2 separate regions of the Pan troglodytes genome follow, and region 1 is linked to region 2. A link is a contact called in public Hi-C data. All regions are on one chromosome and are shown on one strand. The core of a region is the stretch at or near the end of the contact, and the rest is flanking DNA. Distances in the headings are between cores, read along the strand shown. Region 1 holds the start of CHIT1 (chitinase 1). Region 2 holds the start of ATP2B4 (ATPase plasma membrane Ca2+ transporting 4).

Region 1 (3,582 bases), core at 308-2,807, 360 kb after region 2:
TGGGCAACACAGTGAGACCCCGTCTCTACAAAAAATACAAAAATTAGCCAGGAATGATGGTGTGTGCCTATTGTCTCAGGAGGCAGAGGTTGCAGTGAGTCAAGATCATGCCACTGCACTCCAGCCTGGGCAACAGAGCTAGACTCTGTTTCAAAAAAAAAAAAAAGGAAAGAAAAAAGAATGTCACTAAATCAAATTGTAGCCCAATGAATTATTTGACACCTGCCTGACTGGAGAGACACTGTGATAAGAGAAGGGCTCGAGGAATAGCAAGGGCTTGTAAGAGGACCCAGGGCTGACCGGGGTGAAGAAGAACAGCTTGCAGACAGTGGCCATTGTAAATACACCTTCTGTAGACAGGGAAGTCACCCAGCTGTCCAGTAATAGCAAGAGCTACTGTTTATGTTGCATCTGCCTGGACCTAGTCATTGCACAGCACATCATCTGTATGCTCCTCCCAGCAACTCTCTGGGTTGTTCTATGATCATCTCCATGTATCAGATGAACAACAGACCAAGGCTTAAGCAACCTGCCAAGGACATGTTGTTAAGAACTGGTAGAGCTAAGATTACAACCCAGGTCACTCCTGAGCCACACTTTCCCTGACACTTCCCGGCACGTCACACATTTCTGTAGCCCAGTCTGACAGACTGAGAAATCCTTCGAGAAAGGCTGGCTCCATTTGCTCTGGTTCTGCATTTGCCCTGGTTCTGCATTTGCCCGGCATCACCAGGAGGGAATGAATGACTTGAGCCAATTTCTGACACCAGCCTTCTAAACGAACTGGCGCTCATTGTAAGCGGTCACAGTGGCATTGTTTATCCATCCACCCACCTCCTGTATGTTTGGTTGGGTGAGCCAGGCCTGTAGATGTTAACCAGTTCTAGTGTCCTGAAAAATAAAACAAAGACAAGTTCTAGACCTGTCAAAACAAGACGGGCCCTGCCGCTCTAACCAAGGTTCTGCTTCAGGGAGTTGGGGTAGTGGGAGGGGCAGAGGCTACCTAAGGAGCCAGTTCAGGCTAGAGCTTGGGATATACAGGCCCAAGTCCTGACTCTGTGTCCTGGGACAAGTTACCTAACCTCTCTGAGCTTCATTTTTCTACCAACCTCACAGAATAAAGATTTGTAAAATGACTCAGCAAACCGTAAACTGCCTTATGGTCTGCCCAAAGTTATCACAGCTGCTGTGTGTGCCTGCCTAGCCCACTGGCCCCTCCACGGCAGGCATTGCAGTGGGGCCTCACTCCTGTCACCCGATAAGATGATGCCTCTGGCTCCTTAAAACTCAGCGTGCCTTGCCTCCTTCAGGGTCTTGGAAGCTTTTGTTGGCAGCCCTCTACCCCCACCCCACCCCCAGCCACCTACCACCATCAGGAGACTTCCCCAGGGCTCCTGACCCTGTGGTGGTTGCCCAGCACCCTCCCTGCTCTGCCAGCTCCTGTCTGTACCCTCAGCCTGGGAAGGATGATCACATGGTGGCCCTTCGGTAAGTGTCTATGAAAAGGGTGATTCTGGGAAGTGCGGAAGCAAAAAGGGGATGCTGGCGGGGCAGATGGGAGGGGCCTCCGCGAGCCCTGTCTGCTTCACAGTTTGAGTTCGCCTTCTCCACCCTGTGTGGCCACAGGCTGCCTCCCAGACCAGCCTGACTATCCTGGGGAGTATCGTCCTGCAGACAGTGGTCTCTTGGGGTAAGGATGCATTGCCTCCTCAGGCTGGGAGCCCCAGGCAGAGGCCATGCTAACCCCCTTCCCCTGTGCACGGGCTCCACCTGGCCCGGCAGTTATCAGAGCCCAGGCTGGCTGATTTGACCTCAGCAATCACTTGCGTCTGGGTGAGACCGTGATCTCACCAGGCTTTTGGTTTGGTTTGGTTTTGTCTTCTTGTCCAATAACCTAAGGCCTATTTTACAATCCCCTGGCCCCTTTCCTCTGAACAGAGAAGCAAACAGGGCTTCCTCTGTCCGGGCCTCACACTGACTTGGCGAGCAGGAGCACCGGAGAGACGGCTCTGTTGCAGGGGTCACCGGCCAAGGAGGCGGTCTACCCTGTGGGTCCTCCCCGCTGCAGGGCACACAGAGTGGCTCCCGTGGGGCTGAGCACGAGGCAGTGGCTCCTGACCCTCCTACAGCATCAGCACTGCCCCTGCCGGCCGCTGCCGGGAGTCCAGGACCGGGCGGACAGGAGAAGCCCCACCTTTGGCTCAGCACAAAGCCCACAGCACAGCCCCGGTGCACAGACGCGGTCACATGCACGCCCGTCCACACACACCCAGAGTAAGTCAGACGGGTGAGCAATGGTGACTGGCTTTGAATAAACACAATCAGCGATTTCAGACCTCTGGGGACCAGGTTACCTTTTCTGGGCCTCGAGGCTCGAGCACCAAGCGGAGGCCTGGCGCCCTCTGCCGGTGAGCTTGGGCGTGCACACCTGGTCTGTGGTTAATAAGCTGGGGGAGCCGCCTCCTCTGCGCTGAGTCCCGTGGGATGGCAGAAATTCTCCCGCTCCCTCCTTTCCGTCTAGGGATTAAGAGTGATTTACTTCAAGTCATTCTCCCAAAGGCAGGATCGTCTCCCTGTCGTGTGAAAGGAAAGATGAGGCTCAGAGAGTTTAAGCAAATGTCCCAGGATCACACAGCAAGTTGGGGGCAGTCCTGGAATTGGTCTCCTTCACTGGAGAACTAGAACTGACGTCACTGGGCCCACCCAGACCCCCGCAGGAGTCCGCAACTGGGTGTCCCCTTCACCCTGTTCTCCCGGGTCAAAGGCCAACGCTGGACCATTTCTATATCCTGGGCCTGCTCAGGGAGGGCTCTGGGCTAAAGGAATCGCGATGCTGGGCAAATGCTCCCTCAGACACTTAGTGAGGAAGTGTAATTGGGGGACCACTGCAGGAACTGAGGTCCTGAAGGGGCCTGCAACAGCCCTCCCCTCGGGGAGCTCCCACTCCTGGGGGAGACAGACCAGATGAGACTACCAAGAAGTCACACCCCTGCCTTCCTACAGGGAGCAGTGCTGGATTTAGGTGGAGGTCAAGTGGCCTGAGGGTGAAGGTTAGAGGGCTCCTGAAGCCAGGCCAGGCTGGGTTCTCTGGCAGGGAGTGGGCGCCCAACCCCAGGATCACTACCTTCTTGGTGGGAGTCTCCTATGCCATCCTTCCCCTGTGCTCAGCCCCTCCAGGATCATAGGGGCCACCCATTTGTCTTGCTAGTAGGGGCCCTCTTTATCCTTGAGAACGTACAGGTTGAGACAGTGTTCGTGTCTTGCTTTTTTGGGCTGGGCCACCTTGGTGCCATTCTTCTGGATGCTCCTGGGATTCAGGAAGTGAGGTCTTTGAAATGAACGTTCAGGCTGCAATTAACCCTAAGGATTTACTGCAGCTTACAAAGAAACTTTTTCTTTTCAGAGCTGTTGGCCAGGGGCCAGGGCTGTCCCCACTCCCATCTGGTCCTGGCGGTCTGCCCTTGAGGCTGGGGCAATATGAGGAGTGTGTAGGCAAGTCCAAGGCTATGACTCCCATCAAGTCTCCAGGCTCCAGGCATCTTCTTAGGTTGCCTGCCTGGTAACAACTGTAGTCAGTGTCTC
Region 2 (3,858 bases), core at 1,055-3,554:
TCCTTCCTGCCCCTCCCAGAGTCTGCTCCCCAAGCCACCACTCTCAGCCAAGGAGGGTAACTCAGCACATGGGCTAGGAGGCCTCTTCCACTCCCTTCTTCCTAAACACTCCTGGCCCAGCCCCTCGTCACCCCCAGGCTGCTTTCCTGGGCCTGGCCCAGCCTGGAATGAGCCTGGTCTCCTTCCTCCAGGTAGAGGGCTCAGAGTGGAGGGGGCGTAGTAGGGCCTCCAATGGGAAGCGCGTGGAGAAGGGGCAGCTTGGGGAGGGGCTTAAGGAGCAGGGCCAGGGTCTCTAGACTCCCTGCCAGACTCCTCACACAGAGGAGGGGGGCGCTGCAGAATGGGATTTTGTTTCCCTTCCCTCCCCCACTCCTTTCCCCTCTCCACAGGGGCCTCAGTTGAGTACCGGCCTATTTCTTCATCTGACATTCCCCCTGCCCGGCCAGCAGGCGCCGGCATCGCGTCTGCAAGTTATTGTTAAGTCCGGCAGGAATGCCCAGGAGGGAGGTGCCTCTGGCAGCAGAGTGCCCACTCCCCTCCCAAGATGCGGCTGGCCACTCCTGCACCCTCCACACCCAGTTGGAGAAGAGCGGCGGGTACCCTCAGGGAGGTAGAGGAGTGTAAGAGGCCAGACTCGACTCGGGGAAGGATGCCAGCAGCCCCCTCTACCAAGAGCGAACCAAGTATGTAAAAGAAAGACAGAAGGGAGAGCAGGAAGGACAATCCCAGTCTTAATTCCTAGCTCTTCAGCAAGCCAAGGCAGTGACCCGAGACGCTCAGGGATCCTTCCACAGATGCCTGTGGCCCACCCCATCTGCCAAACACTCACCAGCCCCACAGTGTCCAGCCTCGACACCGGAAACTTTTCAATTCACCCTTCTCCTTCCTCCCCTTTGGGACCAGAGATGTGTGGGGCGGTGCCCTCGGAGACACTCATACAGTTGGTTCTGGACGCTCACACACACTCAAACAACAGCGGTACGAGGGAACTCCCAGCTTTTTCCACAGCTAATTATACATGTGAAAGTCTGAGGATGTTTTGCAAGCAGCACAGAGAAACTGCTGAGGTTTCTCTGCAAAGCTAAAGAAATTTAATTCGTGCACTCTCCTTCCCCACTCCTGCCAACTTCTCCCAGCCCACCTCCACCCCATGGCCCCAAAGTGCCCCTCTCCTAGTTCCCGCTGCAGCCCCTCTTTCTGCTGAAGATTTCTTTGGTTCCTTTTTTTTTTCCATCTCTCTTTTGGGCTTTCGAGAAAGGGAACAGACACGGAAAATATTTTTGCAACAGTTTTCCATCCTGCGTCTCATTCCCAAGCCAAGGGGGGAAGGGGAGGGCAGGAACGGAATGGGTTGAGGGAGGGGAGATAAATATTTTTTCCAAGAGCTCAATTTTGGTGTCAAAAAGAGAACCCTCCATTACCCTACCCCATAGCCCAGGAATGACAAGAACTAGGAAAAGAGAGATAAATCACTTCTTCGACTATATGGTTTCTCAGAACTGATAATAGGTAAAACAGTATTTGACAAATCTGTGCACACACACATATTTTTAAAAATCCTCCAAACACAGTCGCATGAAATATGCTAGAAAGAGGAAAATCGGGGAGTTTTAGAAGCCCTTGAGAGAAAAGAAAGAAACAAAGTTTGCAAATCACAAGTCAATTCATTCTCTGCAAGCCTACCTCTCTTTCTAGCAAAGATCCAGGTTTCTCCAGGCGGGACTCTCCCTCCGGGTTTCCATGGATGGGGGTAGGGTGGGGTGACCACCCACCAGTCTCCCCAGTGTGGCAACCAAGCTAGAGACGCTGGCTTTGCTCTCTTGCCTTTCCGGCTAAGGCCGGGGAGTGGGCTGGGTCTCCTCCCCCTGCCCTTCCAATGGGAAGGACCTCTCAGGTTCCTAAAAGAAAAAGGGTGCAGGAGAGCTGGGCGGGTGTCTCTGATCTTGCTCTCTTCGGAGGGATGGTGCCCCACGAAGTTCGTGCCCCCCTCCCAGCCCCCAGCTTTGGACGATCTCAACAGTAGAGCTTTCTTAAGAAAATGCTTGTCATGGCAACAGCTCTAGCTAACTCGGGCCAGACTCCTGCTCACCAGCTCTCCCCAAGCAGTGCGGGAAGAGAGAGGGGAGGAGCAGGAGCTGGAACAGAGGTGGGACTTGGCGCGAGGCCAAACCATTACTCTACTGTTAAGGTGGCCCGATTCTTGCGGTTACTTCCTGGTTCGTCTTAAGGGGGAATGGGAAAAGAAAGGGAAGCAATCCTCTCCCCTGTCGGCTTTCTTCCCCGCCCTTGCTCTCACTTGTTGAATAGAAAGCTGAGTAGGGGTGGAGGAGGGGTGAGGCTGGAGGTGGGGAGTGGATGTGGGTGGCGGTATTCAACGGTTGCTGGGCGGAGGGGAAAAAAAAGGAAGCTTGGGCAGGCGGCTGGCTTCCTGCAGCTCCTACGGGCCTCTCAACCCCTTACTCACTTAGATCCAGGACCCAGAAACCCGAGGTGTCTGTGGACACTTGTATGTCCCCTCCTACCTTCCTGCTCCTGTCTGAATAGGGGGTTCCTTGGAGAAGGAGAATAAATTGTTTTGTAAACACACACACACACACACACCCGTCCTCCCCTACACCTTATATACAGGTCACATTTTGTTCCCTCTTGTCCCTGTACCCATCAGAGGTATACTGACAGTGCATGAAAATAGCTGCTTACTTTTGAGTCCTGCTATGCGTGGGCTATGACACCAAAAGCTTTGTCTATATGGTATCGTTTCTAGTCCTCATGGCAATCTTGAAAGGTACTTATTATTAACCTCATTTTCTAGTTGAGGGAATTGAAGATTGAGTGTCTGGCCCAAGGTTATACATCCGGCTAATGACAGAGCCAACGATTCAAGACCAAGTCAGACAGACTCCAAAGCCCGAGTACTTTCCTGTACTTTGTATCATACTCCGGCACATATTTCCGTTTTAATTTGCACACACTCAGACATCCATGCACACTTATACACAGCCTGTAAACAGTTAATCACACCCCCATACCCACACACCCACTAGCATTGTGCAACAGTGCCACCCATAGATTTTGCATAGAACTTTATGGCTTTCAAGCACAAACATGCACCATCAGCTGGTTCACACAACATATCTTCATTGACTGACAGATTCCCACACCTACCTCAGCAAACACACTCATGTTTATATGCTTGTGGAAGGCACATTGACATATATCTCACAGGTTATAGCTATGAGCTATGCTGTGAAGAAGGTGACTGGCCACTACTTCCCAACCTTTTAAACAGAGGGTTGGGAAAAGGCCTCTTTGATTCTATCATTCTAACCCAAAAGCTCACACCACCCCCTGTCCTTCTTTGCTGTCATCTCTGCCCCCAAGAAGCAGAGCCACATGCACATGGAGAAACAGGGTTGTGAAACGGGGTCCAGTTTCCCCCGTGTCCAACTAGCACCCTTCCCAATGTTCTCTCATTTGGGTCCTCTTTTTCCTCTTCATTTTCTTACCCTGCTATTTCTTTTTTCTTTATGGTTTTTGTTTTTTTTTTTGAGACGGAGTCTTGCTCTGTCGCCCAGGCTGGAGTGCAGTGGCGTGATCTCGGCTCACTGCAAGCTCCGCCTCCTGGGTTCATGCCATTCTCCTGCCTCAGCCTCCCGAGTAGCTGGGACTACAGGCCCCTGCCACCACGCCCGGCTAATTTTGCTTTTGTATTTTTAGTAGAGACGGGGTTTCACCATGTTAGCCAGAATGGTCTCTATCTCCTGACCTCATGATGCGCCCACCTCGGCCTCCCAAAGTGCTGGGATTACAGGCGTGAGCCCCCGCACCTGGCCAGTAATGTTTTTAGACTGGTTGGGC

Evidence for each region. A called contact is a pair of places that touch in the nucleus more often than the background predicts.
Region 1: a Hi-C map of stem cell-derived neural progenitor cells shows a contact between it and region 2, with 3 times the contacts expected there. The contact joins the promoter of CHIT1 here to the promoter of ATP2B4 in region 2. A contact is called at or near these places in 1 of 7 Hi-C or Micro-C datasets (stem cell-derived neural progenitor cells) and 1 of 1 datasets of contacts at active chromatin or transcription factors (stem cell-derived excitatory neurons).

The regions. Positions count from the first base shown.
Region 1 is chr1:45,820,536-45,824,117 of NHGRI_mPanTro3-v2.0_pri, forward strand. CHIT1 (chitinase 1) reads left to right here and starts at 1,558. Exons shown (of 14, transcript XM_063793548.1): 1 at 1,558-1,690; 2 at 2,069-2,274.
Region 2 is chr1:45,463,267-45,467,124 of NHGRI_mPanTro3-v2.0_pri, forward strand. ATP2B4 (ATPase plasma membrane Ca2+ transporting 4) reads right to left here and starts at 2,305. Exons shown (of 21, transcript XM_024351060.3): 1 at 1,684-2,305.